Linked DNA regions of Rattus norvegicus: all the other regions are linked to region 1. The links are chromatin contacts, called in public Hi-C maps. All regions are on one chromosome and are shown on one strand. Each heading gives the region's core, a stretch centred on a gene start, on an enhancer-like site or on the middle of the called end of the contact. The rest is flanking DNA. Distances are from core to core; before and after follow the strand shown. Region 1 holds the start of Srxn1 (sulfiredoxin 1). Region 2 has its middle 12 kb from the start of Nrsn2. Region 3 holds the start of Tbc1d20 (TBC1 domain family, member 20).

What was found. Hi-C and Micro-C count contacts between places; a contact is called where the count stands out from the background.
Region 2: a contact with region 1 is called in a Hi-C map of kidney, with 7 times the contacts expected there. The contact joins the enhancer-like site here to the promoter of Srxn1 in region 1. A contact is called at or near these places in 11 of 12 Hi-C or Micro-C datasets (the A7r5 cell line, the Rat2 cell line, Schwann cells and 7 more).
Region 3: a Hi-C map of the A7r5 cell line shows a contact between it and region 1, with 2.7 times the contacts expected there. The contact joins the promoter of Tbc1d20 here to the promoter of Srxn1 in region 1. A contact is called at or near these places in 3 of 12 Hi-C or Micro-C datasets (the A7r5 cell line, the Rat2 cell line and Schwann cells).

What each region holds. Positions count from the first base shown.
Region 1 is chr3:161,063,392-161,066,321 of GRCr8, forward strand. It overlaps Srxn1 (sulfiredoxin 1), which reads left to right and starts at 1,421. Exons shown (of 2, transcript NM_001047858.3): 1 at 1,421-1,872. The coding sequence starts at 1,609.
Region 2 is chr3:161,294,414-161,297,343 of GRCr8, forward strand. No RefSeq gene overlaps it. Among named protein-coding and RNA genes, the nearest start is that of Nrsn2, 12 kb to the right of the region's middle. Within about 2 kb of position 1,553, at least 7 of the 93 cell types and tissues checked have an H3K27ac peak or open chromatin away from gene starts, as enhancers often do. A contact at or near this core is called in hepatocytes and kidney, where this site is marked.
Region 3 is chr3:161,227,388-161,230,317 of GRCr8, forward strand. Tbc1d20 (TBC1 domain family, member 20) reads left to right here and starts at 1,461. Exons shown (of 8, transcript NM_001004281.1): 1 at 1,461-1,584. The coding sequence starts at 1,518.

The DNA.
Region 1 (2,930 bases), core at 171-2,670:
AACAGGTCCCAATCCCCAGGCTCTCTTAGAACCTTACTGTCCCCTTCCCTAGGCCCTGGAAAGGCTTGTATTGTAAGGGTCCAAAAAATGGCTGAAGGAAGACCCCAGACTCAGATAGGGCAGAAACCAAGACTTTATTCTGCAGAAACAACCAGCATTCAGAGGTCAACCATTCTCCAAAACGGTGACCCCAGACAAAGGCACACAGGCCTTCCTACAGGGAACCCAGAGGAATTCTCTAGAGGGACTAGGTAATCTAAAATTTCATTGGTGGGAGTTGGGGTTGGGGGCCACAGGTGGTCAGTGGTCTGCATTCCTATGGCAGGAGCGTTGAACCATGGGATGAAATGGGGCTGCCCAATGCAGATGACCCATTCTGAGATAGTTTCCCATTTCTGTGGTTATCCCTAGGCTGTTTTTGGGAGGCGGTTTTATGATATTGTTCTGCATTTCATGGTCTGTTCTTAGAGCCTGTGTCTTATGACTTAGTTTCTGGGACTTACAGTCTATTCCTGAAGCTGGTGCCTTACAGCCTTATTTTGAAATCAGGTCTGGTCCTTCAAATGGAGACAACAAATGGGGTTTATGCTGCCCTTTTAGTATCAGCTTCTCGAATGCTACAGAGGCAATGCTGTACAGGATCCAGGTTGACTTGGAAGTGGCCTGTCCTCTCTAGGGACACTCGTTGGAAACCACGTGCCATACTAGGAGGAAGCACAAGCCACAGGAGAGGGGCTGCACAGCTGTTCATATTGGATACTTGCTGTGTAGTAAGGGATTTCAGCGATTTTTTGGTGGTGGGGTTTTTTTTTTTTGTTGTTGTTGTTGTTGGTTTTTTTTTGTTTTGTTTTGTTTTAATTGTTTTGTTTTCTTTCCCTGAAGTGGACCTACTTTGGGGAGGACCTTCAGTAATCACACCTTCTTCTATTTCCTGGATATGTTTTGAGGGTTTGTGACACATGGAACTTCAGGGCAGAACTGTACAGAAACAGCACAACTCAAGCACAACTCTCTGTGGTGAATTCCTGTCGCTGAGCCTAGATGAGCCTGCGCTGGGATCCAGAGCGATCTATGGAGCAGTGTTGCCGGATTTGGGCCTTGGCTCACCCATTCATTAGCTCCATACCTTGTCTGTGTGTGTGTGTGTGTGGGGGGGTGTTTCATAACGTTTCTGTGCTTCAGTTTCCTTCACTGTAAATGGAATTAGTATAGCGCTCAGGTAGCAGAGTCGCTCTGAAATGTGAGTAGGTCACCACACTTGCTCTACTGCGTGGAGGCCACTGTTCCCAGCTCCCACTGAGAGCCGACTCATCCTCGCTGGGCAGGTCTGCCCGCCCGCGTCCTCGCCTCTGAGGGCCTGAGTCACCACGCTGTGCGTCACCCGCGCCTCTGCTCCGCGACCTGCAAACTCACCCTGAGTCAGCGACCCGACGCGTCCATTAAGCGCATCGCGAGGGGGCGGCGGGGCGCCTCAGCGGGCAGCGGGCAGCTAGAACAGCGTGGGACGTGGGGCTCTGGTCGAGCGGAGCGGGGGCCGATACATCACAGCGTGAGCCGAGCCACTCGGTGGGGGCAAGCGCAGAACCGTCGCCCCCCCGCGGCCGCACGATGGTACAGCCCGGCCGGGTAAAGAGGCCGGGTGGCGCTGTCCGCCAAGGAAGCAATATGGGGCTACGCGCGGGTGGAGCTCTCCGGAGGGCGAGTGCGGGGCCTGGGGCGCCCGACGGTCAGGGACCCAGTGGCGCGCAAGGAGGCAGCATCCACTCTGGCTGCATCGACACTGTGCACAACGTGCCAATCGCCGTGCTCATCCGGCCGCTGCCGTCGGTGCTGGACCCGGTCAAGGTGCAGAGCCTCGTGGACACGATCCTGGTGAGCCCGCGGAGCCTACTGGCCCGCGCGAGGGAGAAAGAGAGGGCGCGCGGGTCGGGGTCATTGATCTGCGGGAGTTAGGCTTCACCTGTGTGACCTTGACGGACTGGCTGGGTCTCCCTGGGCCTTGGATTCCTCACCTCACTTGGACTTGGCCATAAACTAATGATCCGTGACGCACATACTCAAAAGTGCTGCGGTCACCCCGGAGCTGATTTTTGCCTCTCAGAGCAGCTCTGTGAAGTAGCTGCTGTGCCATCTGTACAGAGGAGAAACCGAGGCACAGGAAGTTTGTTTGTTTTTGTTTTGTTTTGTTTTGTTTTTCAAAGCAACCTGCTCTGTGCCAAGTGCTTACACGATAGTACAGTGAGACTTTACACCCAGACATCCTGCATATCCTGATGTCTCTTTTGGCTTTGGAGTTCTTGGCAATGGTCTGGGTGTGTCATGTCTGTTGGGAGGATCTTGTCCTACCAGGAAGTGGGAAAGGACAAAGTCAGTCTATCGTGGAAGGAAGGTCCCCTCAGTAACTAGGCGTTAGAGTTTGTGTCAGGTTAGGCCAAAGATAGGATAGGATGGCTTCCTATCCCTTCTTCCAGATTCTTGAGCAGTGGGCCCTGAGACACCTCAGGATGTTTTAGTCCCGTCTTCCCATGTGAACTTCCCAAGAGCAGGGATTTTGCCATCTTGGCAGTTGCCTTCAAGCTGTGTGGGAAGGGGATATAGCCCGGAATGCTCTCTCAGCACCACTTTGGGCAGACTTTCTCCACCGCAGGAAGGGCTCCCATCACCTCCATTTTGGCCATTATTTTAGCTTTTGTGTGCACGTGATGCTAAGAATTGGGCTCCCCTGCATGCAGGCTTTGGCATGTTCGGCAGGAGCACCGCCATTGTGCTGCATCCGTACCTTTTTATTCCTTCGAGCATCTAATTCTGTAATCATTCTGTCTTGATGTCAGGGTCTTCCCAGACCACCCTATTGGGTTAGGCCATCTGTGACCTCATAGACACCTGGGTGCCCCCAGCATATCTGGGATCCCAATGGATTTTAATGACTA
Region 2 (2,930 bases), core at 303-2,802, 230 kb after region 1:
ATGCCAGGATGGTCTTGAACTATGTATCCAGAAATGACCTTGAACTTCTGATCCTCCTGCTTCTGCCTCTTAAGTGCTGGGATTTCAGACATGAACCTCACCTCACCTGTGTAGTGCTTGGAATCTAACCCAAGGCTCTGTGTGCTCGAAGTAAGCATTCTACATTCCCCTTTCCATTTGTCCCCTGTGATATAACACTGGATCATCCCTTACAATCTTTACCCTGGTCTATTGCCTGGTCCGTTGTCCTGTTGGCAGCACAGGACATCCCTCTGGTCTGCGAGTCCCTGGAGGGCAGTCTTCTGTCTGTGTCATCCTTAGTTCTAGCCTGTGTGGCTTGGCTTTCGCTTTCCATAACAGCTTACATTTCTTGGTTCAGGTACCAGACTCAACAGGTTTCAAACAATCTCAAGGTCCTGGTCTATCTTTTAGAGGCAAAACTAGGACAAAATCAACAGCAAAAGGGTTAAGCGCCCAGCCAGGCATGGTGGCACATGCCTTTAATCCCAGCACTCTGGAGACCGGTGGAGGAGGAAGGAGATCCAAACCAGCCCGAGCTGCTTAGCAAGTTTACTGTCAGAAAATAAGTTCTGGAGAATGGAGAGATGGGTCAGTGGTGAAGACTGATGGCTGATCTCTTCCAGAGGACCCGAGTGCAATGTCAGGTTTCAAAGAACTCCGGTTCCAGGGATCCAACACTCTCTTCCGGTTTCTGTGGGCACCCACGCACATGTGGTATATGCTTGTTTGCACACACACACACAGACACACACACACACACGTGCGCGTGCATGCACACATACATACACACATAAAATAAAATTTTAATTAAAAAAAATGAAAACGGTTCGGAGAGGTGGAGCCATGGCCTAGGTTCACACAGCATCTAACCCCGGCTTACCCACACAGGCCATAGACGGAAGGTTTGAGAGAAAAGTCTAGAATAGGCTGTTGCTCGTTTCTGTCTCTTTGGCTGTTAGAACCTTCCCAATACCTCCTCCTCCCGCAACATCTTCCTTACCTGTGCCAGGACTTTTTTGCTCCTTGGCTCCCCGCCCCAGGCACGTTCCCAGAAATGAACCTCTCTATCCTGGCTGGGGATGAGTTCGAGGTGTTTCTCTGAAATAATTTAGTCCCCTGGATTACAGAGTTGGTGGGAGGGGGCAGCTTGCAGGTCCCTGTGTTGGTTGAGAGCTCCGGCTACTGACTTAAACAGGCAGAGCAAACTCAGGCGCAACTCAGTGGCACAGCGTTTGCCTAGCATACCTGAGGTCCTATATTCATTTTCCCTAGTACTAGGGGTAAATTTTTTTTTTAAGAGAAGGAAAACACAAACAAAACCCACCTCTCTATTCTGGCTGGCTTCTCTACAGAAAGGGACTCCGGGAAGGACAAAGAGCTTCCCTCCCAGGTAGGAAAGCCTTTTCAGAGCAGCTGCGATTCCGCCAGAGGAACAGCAGGGGGCGACCTGTATCAGCTCTGCCTCACGTCTGTTAGGTGCCCTTCTCCAGGAGCTCTTGGCACAAAGCCTTGTGTTGTCGGTTGTGAGGAATGATCTACAAACAGCAGTTAAGTTCAAGGTCAGAGCTTCCACGTTTCAGAAGCTGAGCATTGTGGCACAGGCCTGTCACGTCAGCACTCGGCAGACTAAGGCGGGAGAATGTGGAGCTATAAATCAACTTAGAAGCCAGCCTGGATGCACAAAATGCTGCCCAAGGAAGGAAGGGGAAGGGGAGACCGGGAGGGAGGGAGGGAGGGGGGAGAGAGGGAGGGAGCAGTTACAGTGCAGTACTGGAATTCTAGCACCTGGGGCGTAGGAAGATCAGAAGTTCAAGGTCATTCTTGGCTGTATGTAGAGATCCAGGACAGCCTGGGGCTACAGGCTTAGAGTGGGTGGCAGAGGTGAAGGGGGGGGGATTTGGGGGGGTGGGGGGATGAGTGTTTGTCACCCGCTTCTGGCCTTCACAAGCACTGCATGAACGTGATGCACAGACAGACATGCATTGAGTTTATCATCATGCCTGGCTTTTGGGGTTCGAGGGGTTTAGGGGATTACACTGGGGTCTGCAATTCACCAACTGATCTTCTCCCCAGTTGTTTTCCCCTTTTAAAGACAAGACCTTTTTATGTAGCCATGTATCCCTGGATGAACAGGAACTCACCTTGTAGACTAGGCTGGCTTCAAAGATCCTGCCTCTGATTGTCTTAGAATACTGAAATTAAAGGTGTGTCCCTATTTGTTTGTTTGTTTGTTTGGTTTGGTTTTTTGAGACAGTGTTTCTCTGTGTAGCCCTGCTGTCCTGGAATTTTCTCTGTAGACCAAGTTGGCCTTAAACTCAGAGATCCTTCTGCCTCTGCCTCCCACATGCTGGTATTAAAGGCATGAACCACCACTGATGCTACCGACTGCTTTGTTCATTACACACTTACTGAGCTTCTGTGAGTCGGGCGCTGTGGAAGGCATCTGTACGTACAGGTCCTTGAAACTATGGAGCGTACATCAACAAAGTAGACAGGTAGTAAACAATGATATAGAAGCAATGTATTGAAAGGTGATCAAGGTTGGGGATTTAGCTCAGTGGTAGAGCGCTTGCCTAGCAAGCGCAAGGCCCTGGGTTCGGTCCCCAGCTCCAAAAAAAAAAAAAAAAAAAAAAAAAAAAGAAAAAAGAAAGGTGATCAATATCCAGGCACGATGGCACTTGCCTTTTGTCCCAGCACTCAGGAGGCGGAAGTAGGTGGATCTCTGAGTTTGAGACCAGCCTGATCGACAGAGTGAGTTCCAGGACAGCCAGGGCTACATAGTGAGACCTTGTCTCAAAACAATAAATAAATAAGTCAAAGAAAGAAAGAAAAGAAAAAAGAAAGGAAGGAAGAAAGAAAGGAAGGAAGGTAATCAGTGCTATGAAAAAGCAAAACTAAAGCCCAAGGTG
Region 3 (2,930 bases), core at 211-2,710, 160 kb after region 1:
GAAGCCAGGAAGAAAGGAACCTGGCCTAGCCCACTGCATTCAGGAAGCACACTTTGTGGAAACAAAACCTGAGCTGCCAGCGCCCGGCTCCTATGAACTAATTGATGGCTTAATAGGTGTAGAAAGTGGGGTTTGGGGATTTAGCTCAGTGGTAGAGCGCTTGCCTAGCAAGCACAAGGCCCTGGGTTCGGTCCCCAGCTCCGAAAAAAAGAAAAAAGAAAAAAAAAAAAGAGAGAAAAAAAAATTAAAGTAATTTCAGAGCAATCTTTTTTTCTCATGAAAATTCCCCAGGAGACTTGTGGAAGTGTGTGTGCGTGCGTGTGTGTGTGTGTGTGTGTGTGTGTGTGTGTGCGTGTGTGTGTGCGTGTGTGTGTCCGCGCGCGCGCGCGTGCGTGCGTGCGTGTGTGTGTGTGTGTGTGTGTGTGTCTGTGTGTGTGTAAATGAGTAGACAATCTCAGGAATGCCCATCCATATCCTCTGGCCTGACTAGACTGGCTGGCTAGGGATATTCTGGAAAGACCCTTTAGAAAAGTCTTGGAGTAAAAATGTGACCCTTGGAACCTGAGCTAGAGAGAAGGTATATGGAACCAGGAGGAGCCGATACTTACAGAAGAAAACGAAAACAGTAGCGGTGGGGCTGGAGGCTTCAGAATCTAATTAAACTAGACTCCTCACTGGGCAATCTGGGAGGTGAGGCAATCTTTGGGGATGACCTATCTGAGATGGCACTAGGGTGTCACTGAGCTTGAATGTGTTAGTGTGCGTCCTTAGAAACACCATAGCTAAAGGGGAGCTCAACGGCTTGATCCGCTCTGTAGTATTTTGGCCAAAGAATCACTACGCACAACTCAGTGAGAGAACATTGCCCCATATCTCCATCGACGGCTACCCTTCCCCGGAGATGTTCCTGCTAAACTCCGGGAGCCTGGTATGATTTGTCCTTGGTAAGCGAAAGTCTGCGCATAACCGTGGAGTTTGGCAGTGTCTAACATCGCGGATTCAATATTTTATTTTCATAACTATTTCACGAATAAAGGCAAAAGCAGGGCTAGAGAGATGGCTCAGTGGTTAAGAGCACTGACTGCTCTTCCAGAGGTCCTGAGTTCAATTCCCAGCAACCACATGGTGGCTCACAACCACCTGTAATGAGATCTGGTGCCCTCTTCTGGCCTGCAGTCACATATGCAGGCAGAATGCTTTCCATAAAATAAATAAATAAATCTTTAAAAAAAAAAAAAAAAAGGCAAAAGCAGCGGCAAAACTATGACCCGGCACGCACGCGCGTTCCCAGCAGCCAGCCTCCACAGCCTTCCACTGTCAAACCGCATGCGCGCGCTCCAGTCCCGCCCAACCCTAAAACGCAGGTCACGTGGGGGCGTGGCCGCCTGCGCGCCTGCGCGCCACAGGCCGACGGCGACTATCCTGCCCCGGCTGAACTGGGGTTAGGTCCGCGGTAGGAGCCGCGCGTCAGGCTCCGCCGCCAGCCGGGGCTCGGGCTGGGGCCCGGGCCCCCGGGGATGGCCCTCCGGCCCTCAGAGGGCGACGGCTCCGCCGGCCGCTGGAACCGCGGCTCAGGGAAGGCAGGTACGGAGGACTGGGCTGGGACGACGAGTGAGTGAGGGCCGCGGAGCGGCCGGGACCTGAGGGGGGCGGCGGCGGCGGATGAGGAAGAGCCGGGCCTCGCCCAGGCCGCCGCCAGCCACGTCCGCAGAACCGACCGCCCGCGCTGGGCCGCTGCCCGAGCTCCGGCCTTCACTCTGCACTCGTGACCCTAAAATTCCCCTCTGCACGCGTACACACAAACTCAAGAAAAGTCATCACTGCCCAGTTCCAGAAACTCCGGTCGGTGAGCTCTCCACCTCACACTTCCTCCCTGTTCAGTTACTTTCTGACCCTTTCCTGGGCCATCTGTGTTAGTGTTCAGACGTGCACAAAGCAATGCTGTTTTCCATACTCTTTCAGTCTAACCCATTTCTGTGAAATCTTTGCTTCATTGTCCACGTGTTCTGGAATACATTTTCACTATGGTGTGCTACTTGGTGAAAATTCCTGAACCAGGTGAGCTAATCCATTTCCTGTCCTCTGACAGGTGATGAGCATATTAGAACTGACCCTGTTGGGGTTGGGGATTTAGCTCAGTGGTAGAGCGCTTGCCTAGGAAGCACAAGGCCCTGGGTTCGGTCCCCAGCTCCAAAAAAAAAAAAAAAAAAAAAAAAAAAAAACTGACCCTGTTATCCGCCCACGTCTTGTTTTCTGTTATTCCTCTTTTCCCATCTGATACTGGCCACAATTGAGGCTCGGTCTCTGAGCTACTTTCCAGAGCTCTTTGGTATTTGTAACACCCTTTGCAGGTGTCTGTGCTACATCTGTCTTTATGGCATAATAGCCAGTGTCCCAAGTGACACGAGTCTTGTGACCTGTTGCAGTGCAGCTGTGTCTTGGTTGCAAAACCTCGGGCCCTTCAGCTTGTGTGGATGGAAAGGAAAATCAGAGGATCTTTCTTAGTTTAGACTGGTCTTACATATATTGGAGAGTTGGTGACCAAATTACCAGTTGTAAGAGCCCTCCTTTTGGTGCGTTGGTTTGCTCTGTTTTCATTTTTCGGTAAAGTATTCTTTCTTTGAAAGGGGCAGGAAATACTAGAAGGTCAACTAAGGACCTTACGGCCAGGGATCTTTTACAATTATTTTCAGACAGGATCTTGACAATTTACTCTGGAACTTACCATCTTCCTGCCTCAGTCTATCCTTGTTAGTACTTAATTTCTTCATCTGGTTATGTTTTATAGAAATGAATTAGTACTGGGAAAGACAAAGGACACTTGGATATATTTTTCTTTTAATAGGAATTTTACAACGAACATAGTTTTTTTGTTTGTTTGTTTTGTTTTGTTTTGTGATTCACTGTCCATATCTTAAATGCAGACATGA